Linked DNA regions of Mus musculus: region 1 is linked to region 2. The links are chromatin contacts, called in public promoter capture Hi-C maps. All regions are on one chromosome and are shown on one strand. Each heading gives the region's core, a stretch centred on a gene start, on an enhancer-like site or on the middle of the called end of the contact. The rest is flanking DNA. Distances are from core to core; before and after follow the strand shown. Region 1 holds the start of Cadm3 (cell adhesion molecule 3). Region 2 holds the start of Pfdn2 (prefoldin 2).

Evidence for each region. Promoter capture Hi-C pulls out the DNA fragments that hold promoters and counts their contacts.
Region 1: a promoter capture Hi-C map of hippocampal neurons shows a contact between it and region 2, with 3 times the contacts expected there. The contact joins the promoter of Cadm3 here to the promoter of Pfdn2 in region 2. A contact is called at or near these places in 1 of 39 promoter capture datasets (hippocampal neurons) and 1 of 484 Hi-C or Micro-C datasets (cerebellum).

What each region holds. Positions count from the first base shown.
Region 1 is chr1:173,365,481-173,370,166 of GRCm38.p6, forward strand. Cadm3 (cell adhesion molecule 3) reads right to left here and starts at 2,215. Exons shown (of 9, transcript NM_053199.3): 1 at 1,933-2,215. The coding sequence starts at 2,014. It also overlaps a transcript of Aim2 not described here.
Region 2 is chr1:171,342,716-171,347,096 of GRCm38.p6, forward strand. It overlaps Pfdn2 (prefoldin 2), which reads left to right and starts at 2,960. Exons shown (of 4, transcript NM_011070.4): 1 at 2,960-3,071. The coding sequence starts at 2,997. It overlaps Nit1 (nitrilase 1), which reads right to left and starts at 2,930. Exons shown (of 7, transcript NM_012049.2): 1 at 2,853-2,930; 2 at 2,199-2,285; 3 at 1,573-1,824; 4 at 1,349-1,452; 5 at 979-1,112; 6 at 723-848; 7 at 1-82. The coding sequence starts at 2,854.

The DNA.
Region 1 (4,686 bases), core at 965-3,464, 2.0 Mb after region 2:
TAATTTTTTTTTCTCTTTTCAGGTCTAAGGTTGGCACCCATAGCTCGCATTGCCAAAAGATTGTAGCTTGGGCACTAGCTTTCTTTGGTTCAGTTATGAGTATGGGGAAGCCAGGGGCTGCACTGAAAGTCAAGGCTTTATAGGAGTGTCATTACTGAGGCACAGGCACCCAGTATCCAGTCTTTGCCTTGCACTGAGCCCAATGTCCCCAGGACTGCTCATCTACCCTGTGAGTGGGGTCATCAGTTCAGCCCTCTGGGGACTGGGGATTCCATGTACAAGAGAAGGGACTGCCATCTCTGTGGTGATAGTAGGAACTCCCTTTGGGGAGCTTGGGGAGTAGAGAGTGGAAAGAGTCAGCCAACCAACTGTAGAGAGGGGATCCCCAGGGCCCCCTTACCAGGGGAAGCTTCTTTACCAGGACAGAGACAGGGTAAGGGGAGGAGGTCAGGCAAGGTGGAGCTATTATTCCTCCAGCACCCTGGCTCTCAGCCGGCTTTCCTCAGATGAAATTCTCTACATCATCCTCCCCAGTTCCAACCCCTCCTCTCTCCACCCCGCCCCGCCCTGTGCCCATCCCTGCTGGCCACTGGGTCCATCGCCCAGGAACCGCCTCCCCTTTCTCCTCCCCTGCGGTTCTTTCTGGTTTTCCCCACCGTTGGCATCTGGCCGGGCATAGCCACCACCCTCCCTCTACTCTCCCCACTTCCCCTTGCTCCGCACTGGTCTTGTTCCCTTTCCCCTCCCCCACCCAGCCCACCTCTGACAGGCCGCGGGAGTGAGGAGGATACATTCCTTTAGTCCCTCCACTGCTGGTCCTCCCTCCTCCGGGAACCTGAGGCTCTGAGCTGGGGCGTCTTTCTTCCTATCTCTACACAGTTCTTCAAGCCACCCCATTAACCACCAGCAGCCTCTAAGAAGGCTGAGGTGCCCCCACAGCGCTGACCTACATAGCTTGGCCTGGGGCGGGAGGGGCTCTTCCCCAAGTCCCCTCTCCCCTGGCCCCGCCTCCTTTCTTCATTCCCCCCCCCCCCACTCCCTTCCTTCACCTCTTTACCTTTACAAACCTAAGAAGGGTTGAGTTTTAGACTGGGGCAAAGAGGCTAGTCTGCTACCCCACCCTAAATTTGGAGAAATTAATGTTCAGCCCAGGAAAGCTTTGGTTTTCCCATAGATCCTTCTCCCCAAATATCTTGCTCTCTCCGTTTGCTGCCCCGCACCCAAGTATAGGTTTCCTTGCCCAGATTTTAGCACCACTAGGACTAGAGCCAAAGTGGGGCCCCCTCCGCCCTGTGTTGTTGTTTTGCTTCAAGGAGAAGCCCCCTCTCCTTTGCCCACGCCCCCCTCGACAGCCTCACCCAGGCCCCCTTGCCTGCCCACTCAGAGCTCCGCGGCGGGTGGGGGACGCGCGGGGGAGCAGAAATGTTTGCATACAGCAGTTTTGGGGATCGTTCTGGCCACCCAACCCCTACAGACATACATACAGAAACACCCAACACACGCCCTGACTGAAACAGCGACAAATCTCACTCCGCCCCCAACACACACTGACACAGACATACACACAGACTCTGACACAGAAACGCAGCCCCAGACACCAACATAGACGCGCACACCCAGACACACACGGACATCAACACATCCAGACCCCGGTTGCTCAAAATAGACAGCAACCCCCGAGATCCACATCCCTGCTGCACACGTAGACATACACAGTCGGTCGTGTACATAGGAGGTGCACACGCCGGCACACCCCACGGTCCTCAGAGACAGCGATGCTCAGAGACAGACACAAGGGTATTCCAAGAGGCTGGCGACTTGAACCCTCGCTTCCAAACAAAGCCAACAGGCTCCCTGCGCCCGGCTCCCCGTCTGAACCCCCACCTCGGGGCACTGGCCACCTCCCCTGGCGCCGCCCCCTCCCTCACTCACCGTCCTGGGAAAGATTGGCCCCGCCGGGCGCCCAGGAGCAGGCGAGGAGCAGGAGCAGGGGCAGGGCGGAAGGGGCCCCCATCGCGCTTCCTGGCCACCTCCCTGGCTGGGCGCTGGCGAGCCTAGATCTCCGGGGACTGGGGCCGGGGGTTCTGGGTAGCCGGCGTCGCTGTCCAAAGGGGCAACCCCGGAGCGGCTTCCAAGCCCGGGGCCGAGGCGGGTACCGGGAGGGAGCCGGCGCTGCTGCAGTCGCCGGGATTAAATAGGGCGCTCGGAGCAAACCATTCGGTTGGAGGTGGAGGGGTGGTGACGGGGGGCTGGGCTGGTGGCGGGGGGGCCTGGATGCCGCATTCCCTACTCCCCCTCGCCTCCCACACCCCCTCCGCGCTTTTGTGGTGCCTTCCATCTTCTCCCCCGGGAGCTCCTCCAGCATCACTCGGGTGTGGAGCAAAGGGAGGGAGCTGACTCAGAAGTGGGACCCCATGCGCACCCCTCTTATGCTTGGGGTGGAGAGAGGGGAGGTGGACAGGGCGGTGGGCCAGCTGGCGACAGAGTCCACTGCAGGCCTGGGCAAGGGCGTGCCCACTTGCCTGAGGTCCTCCGGCCCCGCCTTCTCCTTAGGCAACCGGGATCCCCAAAGCTAGGACACCCCTCTCCACTGTGACCAAGGATGCCTCCCCAGGGTACCTAATTACTCAAGGCATTCTCCTAAGCATAAACCTCCGTAGTTCTCTTACTCAAGACCCTCTTCTTAACTGTCCAGCAACAATTTGTGGTTCCAGGCAACATCCCTTGCAAAGCCGACCCCAGGAGGCCACCGAACCTAATCTCCTTCAAGCCTTCTTTAAAGACGTTATTCCAGACACTAAACAAGGAAGTATCCTGTAAAGTTACTTGGTATTTTCCTCCTCCGTGCTCTGTCTTAGACCCTCTTTCCTGAAACTAGCCTCTCAATATCCTTTCTGCTCGGTCTTTCAGGGGCTCTTCTCAACTTTTAGCTAGTAAGAACCCAGGGTGAAAGCCAGACTCACAGACCCTCTTACAGACCAAGAAGCAGTGAGTAATGCAGCTCTTGTTCCCTGAGGCTATAGAGGAGATGGATGAGAAAGACTGTGTTTGCAACTTGCTCACATTCAAAAAGTCCCGAGTCCCTAGTGTTTGCTGTTCTTCTAGGTTATCTCTGAAAGAGTTTTGGTGTGTTTAAAAAAAAGGATCTTTCTGGGTTCGTTTGGTCGAAATTTAGCTTTGGAGAATACATTTCTAAATTTTAGAAATCAGGGAATTTTAGGTATGCCAAGAATTCTTAGAGTATACCTGATCTAACCCAAAGGAAGTTAGCAGATCTAATCCAGGTTTTACATTCACTTAGAAATAAAAGATCCAGCATTAGGAATGGTAAAGAAAAGTACATAGTGCTTTATTCTACAAGTGGGATGTGGGTGGTTCTAGTAACATCTCCAGTCCATTTTCTGTGCTGCTTTCCTCTGCTAGTATTTAATGTTTGGGTAATCTTTCCTTCCTTATGTCAAGGCTTCTTAACTCTTTATGGTGATGTAGCCAATGTCTCTGTCACCTAAGAACCTGGGGACAGCCTGCAGAACATATTTCGTAACCAGTAAAGCCTTGTCTAAGTGACAGGCAGTTATCTGGGGCTGAGAGAGTACTGTTCAGGGCACCCCTGCAGGCTGGTCTGGGTCTGCTCCGATATTTTTCACTTGCTGTTTCTGGAGTTTAAAGTTTCTATAGAAGAAATCTGCTTGCCTCTTGGATGTGTCCTGACTGTCTAGGTGGTTATTATTTCTTCCTAGGCAATATTGAACAAGGTCCAATTTGACCTGTCTTGGTGACACCAAATCATGTCGTTACCTTTCTGAGATCATCACTACTGTTTTGAAACCCAAGCAGAGGAGATAGGACAGTGAATATTGCAGGAATGTGCAGATGTGGATGTAAGACTGGGAGGAGACTGGACCAGGAAGGTGGAGATTGAAAGAAGATATGACTTTTTGATGGAGTTGGGACTACGTTGGTATGAGGTTAGTTACGATATGAAAAGGAAGGGGGCATGGTAAAATAATACAAAACCTAACTACAGAGCAAAACAAGCTTATCAGCCATGGTGAGAAAAATCAGGCTCTTTCTTGTTATAGGCTCTTGATGGATAAAGAGTATTATATTTGAACTAGAAGAAACCTTAGCTTCGCTGTCATGTAAGTGGGATTTAGGTAGAACAGGATAAGGGTGTGTGTGGAGGTGAATTAAATGGGGGTAGGCTGGATGTGGGATTAAGTCCCAAAGTCCTCTAATTAACCATCTTTTCCCTCCATCTGCTGCATCCCAGAGGTCTCCTTCTGCCTGTCCTTAATTCTCTGATGACTGCTGCTCTGGCCCCGCCCTCTACTGTAACTGCAAGGGATGGATGGGTACCAAGGGTGGGAGGGGGGAAGTGGAGCTGTTTTGAAGAGACTGTATTAAGGCTAGCAAATGAGACTCTGGACTGCTCTTTTCCTACTGGCTCCTCTTCCCTTCCCTGTATCATCAGCATGAGTTTTGGCAGTGTTTTAGTTCTTGGTAATAGGAGGTTGCTGTTGGCTTTTAGAATTATGGAATAAAAACATGTTAGAGTTGTGAAAGACCTCCAAGATCATCGTCCTCTTAGATGGTGTCTTTCTTGAACAGATGAGGGAAATGGAGCTCAGACGCCCAGTGGCTTCCAGTGTTCTGCCGCTACCTAGTAAAGACTAACAGGACTGG
Region 2 (4,381 bases), core at 1,710-4,209:
CTCTTGTTTCATGGTGGCGTCCACACTGCGCTGCTGCTATTACATAGCACTGAGATTCAATGGCGCGGGCCCGCAGCAGCACCTGAGGATGAGACGTGCGTTGACTCCAGAACATACAGCGTTTAATAGGCAAGTGACAAGAAGCGGGCACTGTGGGCCCAATCTTCTCACTAACCAACTAGAGTTAATAACTAACTCTTTAACATGACTCACACCTAGCTAAGAAATGAATTTCCTCACCAGATGAAAAGGAAGAAAATCAAGTAGAAAGGAGGAGTGTTTGTGTTTTGTACTTTTGAGATAAGGTCTCCCTGTGTAACCCTGGCTGGCTTAGACCCACAGAGATCTGCCTGCCTTTGCCTCACAGTGCTGAGATGAAGAGCATGCACCACCATGCCCCACTCTTTGAAGGTGTGGGTTGCTTTTTTGTTTTTGAGACAGGGTTTCTCTGTGTAGCCCTGGCTGTCCTGGAACCCACTCTGTAGACCAGGCTGGCCTCAAACTCAGAGATCCACCTGCTTCTGCCTCCTGAGTGCTGGGATTAAAGGTGTGCACCCCCACTGCCCAGCTTCTATTTTGTTTTCTTTTTTAGTCAAGGCATGCTGGCTTTGAACCTGTGGCTATCCACTGAAGTGCTTGGATTTAGGTTTGTACCACTCTGCTCCCACTACTAAAAGTAAGGTTAAAGGAGGCCTATATGTTATGAAGAGGCATTCTCTTACCTCCCAGTGGGCTGGACCTGTAACAGATCCAAAGGCTGAAGGATAAGTAAGTATTTCTGCCCCAGCTTGAGCCAATTTCAAAGAAAGTTCAGGGAACCGCATGTCATAACAGATTGCTAGACCAACCTGAAATGAGAAACAACCCACTCATCTTCCCTGTCCCATTCAACAGAACACTGAGTGCCTTCATTAGCCTGCACCAATGGGGGGTGTTACCACTTTTCAACATAGTCCCATTTCCTTTCCAAACTCCCACCTTGCCAGCCGGTGTCTTGACAGGTGGCTCAAGAGTGCCTCCAGGCTTGGTATAGTTGCTTTCTCTCATCGGCCCCTGACCTGGGATCTCTACATCGCACAGATGTGTCTTCCTGTAACTGGCCACTACTGATCCTAGAGAGAGAGAGAGAGAGAGAGAGAGAGAGAGAGAGAGAGAGAGAGAGAGAAAATACTCAGTACAGACACTCTACAAGTCCAGCTTAGCTCTTCTCCCAAAGAGTAACTTGTAGGCTGAGAACAGAAGCATAAAACCCCAAGGCCAAGCAGTTGAGAAAGAAATGCTGAAGATCTGAGTTGAGGAAAGGTAGAGAAGCCTGGGAAGAGGCAAACTAAGGGCTATGACGTCTCACCCTTGCTGTTCAAAAGCACATGACAATTGTAGATTTTCTGATTCTGCTCCCAGTCTTGGCCACGCTCGTGGAAACCGCCCAAGGACAGCCAGATTCCACATTCCCTGGGGGGGGGGGGGGACACGACACACACAACTCTACCCCCTCTGTGGCAATCCAGGAACACTGCTCAACAGGGAGTTCTACACACACAACCCCCCCCCCCCCAAACCCTACCCTTGTACCTGGCAAGCTGGCTATATTGGCCCAAAAGATCCCCATTCAGTGGTTCGGACAGGAGTAATGTCTCGGCAGGGTTTCGTGCAATAAAGTCAAATGCCTCAGGCAGAAAGGCCAGGCAAGCACCCAGTCTGGCAGCCTCTTGAACCAACTCAGCACATGTTTTAAAGTTCTCTTGCTTGTTTGGTGTTGATGTTACCTGGCACACAGCCACCAGGGGCAGCTCCCAGGAAGTTGATGAGGACATGGTTCTGGGCCTGTGAATGACACAGGCAGTATCCTCAGATTTTCTATCTAGGAGAAACTCAGAGGCTCAAGTGGGGGTGGAGCCAGAAACTTTATTTTCTTTTGACTTTTTTCTTTTTTGAGACACGGTCTTTTGTAGCCCAGACAGGCCTTTCTATGTAACTGGGGATGACCTTAAACTCCTGGTTGATCCTCCTTTTTTTCGAGTGCTGGCATTACAGGTGACCCCAGCAACTTGTTTTCATTCTTACAGAGCATAATAACCCTAGAGCTACTGGAGTTCACTCATTACATGTTTGGAGATATCTTTGTCTCCCACTATGAAGTTAATAAACACGAACTAAGCAGCTATGCGCCAGAGAGAGAACATTACGAAATATGTTACCTGGGCTGAGTACAAAGTACTGGGGTTCGAAGTAATCGGTATCCGGTACACAGGAGTTGGTGAGGAGGCCTGGTGATGAAGCCCAGCCTGAAGAAGGTGAGAAATCAGGACACCTAACCCTCTTTCAAGCCGTAAGTTTCTAGAATTCTCTGCCATTTCCAGGCCTGGCCAGTAATCCCCTCCCCCAAGGCTTCGAAAATACTTTTTACTACTAGTAGCTAGGAAAAGATATAAAATGGGAAAATGGGAGAGGCGACTATGATCGGTGCCTTAATACCTCAACTTCCAGTGATCTCACATTAAAACTGAAGCCCTTTTTCCTTTGCCAAACGTTTCCGCAGTTCAAGTCATCTCATGGAACCTTCCTCGTTTCCCCAATTCTCTTCTCGGCTGTGCCACCTGCACAGCTTTATAGACTCAACACGTATCTTTCCCCTTATACCCGAATCTCAGAAGGAAAGTTCACCCTCCCTAGATCTCCACCATCTCATGGTGGGTAGATGGGTACAGGACCAGATCCCAACCCGAGCCCCCGCCCTCTGATTAGCGCGTCCTTCCCCGCCTCTCCCCCCCGGGCAAGAATCTCTGTTGCACAAGTTAAAGCATCGCAGGTGGAATTCACCGCAGCGGGCAGGGTTTGGGAGTAGGTCCTACATGAAGACACAGCCAAAACCATTCACGGGGTCGGATCTCAAGAGCTGCCAGGAGCCAGGAGCGCAGGAGCAAGTGGGCGGTAACCCCCCGGCCGGATGTGACGCAGTGAGAGTGCGCAGGCCGGAAAGCTTGCAGGTGGGGAAGATGGCGGACAGCAGCGGTCGTGTGGGCAAGAGCGGCGGGAGCGGCGCGGGGAAGGGGGCGGTGTCGGCGGAACAGGTGAGGAGCCGCGAGCGCACAAGGCACCCGGGGCGGTGTCGAATTCGTGTAGAAGATAAGATTTGTGGCTCGAAGGGGCCTTTAGTCCTTTCCACGGTCTCCATGGGCACGCACGGGGGAGAGGGGGTCTCTGGAGGTGATCACGAACCTTTCTAGAGCCTGGGTAGGTAGGGGAGAGGCACGCCCGCGGTGTGGGTGGGTAGTCAAGGGAGAAAGCCCTGAGCTGCAGGGTCTGGGAGGGTTGGCCAGGTCTCTGAGAAGATGGATCGTAGTTTGCCCCCTCTCCGAGGTACCCTAAAGAGCGTATGGTGTTTGGCGTGGCATCTAGTAACGAATTCCAAGCTGTTCTTAGTCAGTGAGTGGCTTATGTAGTTCATGGCTCAAAAACCGTGTTCACCATCACCAACACGCTGCAGAGCCACGTGACTCAGACTCTGAGCAGTTTAGTGTTCCGTAAATTATTTTGACTAAGGAGTCTGTGGTTTGTTTGTTTGTTTGTTTTGTCTTGGAGGTGGGGATGAGGGTTGCTATAGGGTCGGGTCCGGCCTTGGCTTTTCCGGAATTCACTTTGTAGACCAAACTGGCCTGGAAGATCCGCTTGCCTCTGCCTCCCACATACTGCGATTAAAGGCTCGGATTATTTCGTCTTTGAGACACGGTCTTACTAAGTGGCCTACGCTGGCCTCGAGCTTGCTCGGTGTGCTCTCTTTGCAAAGATTGACTTCGGAAGAGGGCAGAACCCACCCCCCACCCCCTCTCTCTTTCTCTTTCTCTCTTTCTCTCTTTCTCTCTCTCTCTCTCTCTCTCTCTCTCTCTCTCTCTCTCTCTCTCTCTCTCTTTCTTTCTTTCTTTCTTTCTTTCTTTCTTTCTTTCTTTCTTTCTTTCTTTCATGTGTGAGTACACTGTAGCTGTCTTCAGACACTCCAGAAGATGGAGTCCGATCTCATTACGGATGGTTGTGAGCCACCATGTGGTTGCTGGGATTTGAACTTTGGAAGAGCAGTCGGTGCTCTTAACAGCTGAGCCATCTCACCAGCCCCAGAAGAGTAATTTTAATCATAGGTACATTTGTCAGTTGGTTGTTGAACAATTCCTACAGGTAAAAGCATCAGCATAAAGAGTCTAAAACCCACACTGTCAAAGAGTTAGAAAGTAAGTGTTCAGGGAGAACTGAAGTGCAGGGGAATTCTGGAGATGGAAGAGGGTGTAGCCTCTGACATAGTGGGAAGGAAAAAATGCTAATGCTTTGGAGAGTCCGTCTTGTGTTTGGCTTTGCTTAACCCAGAGGAACAGGTAAATGAAATAGACCT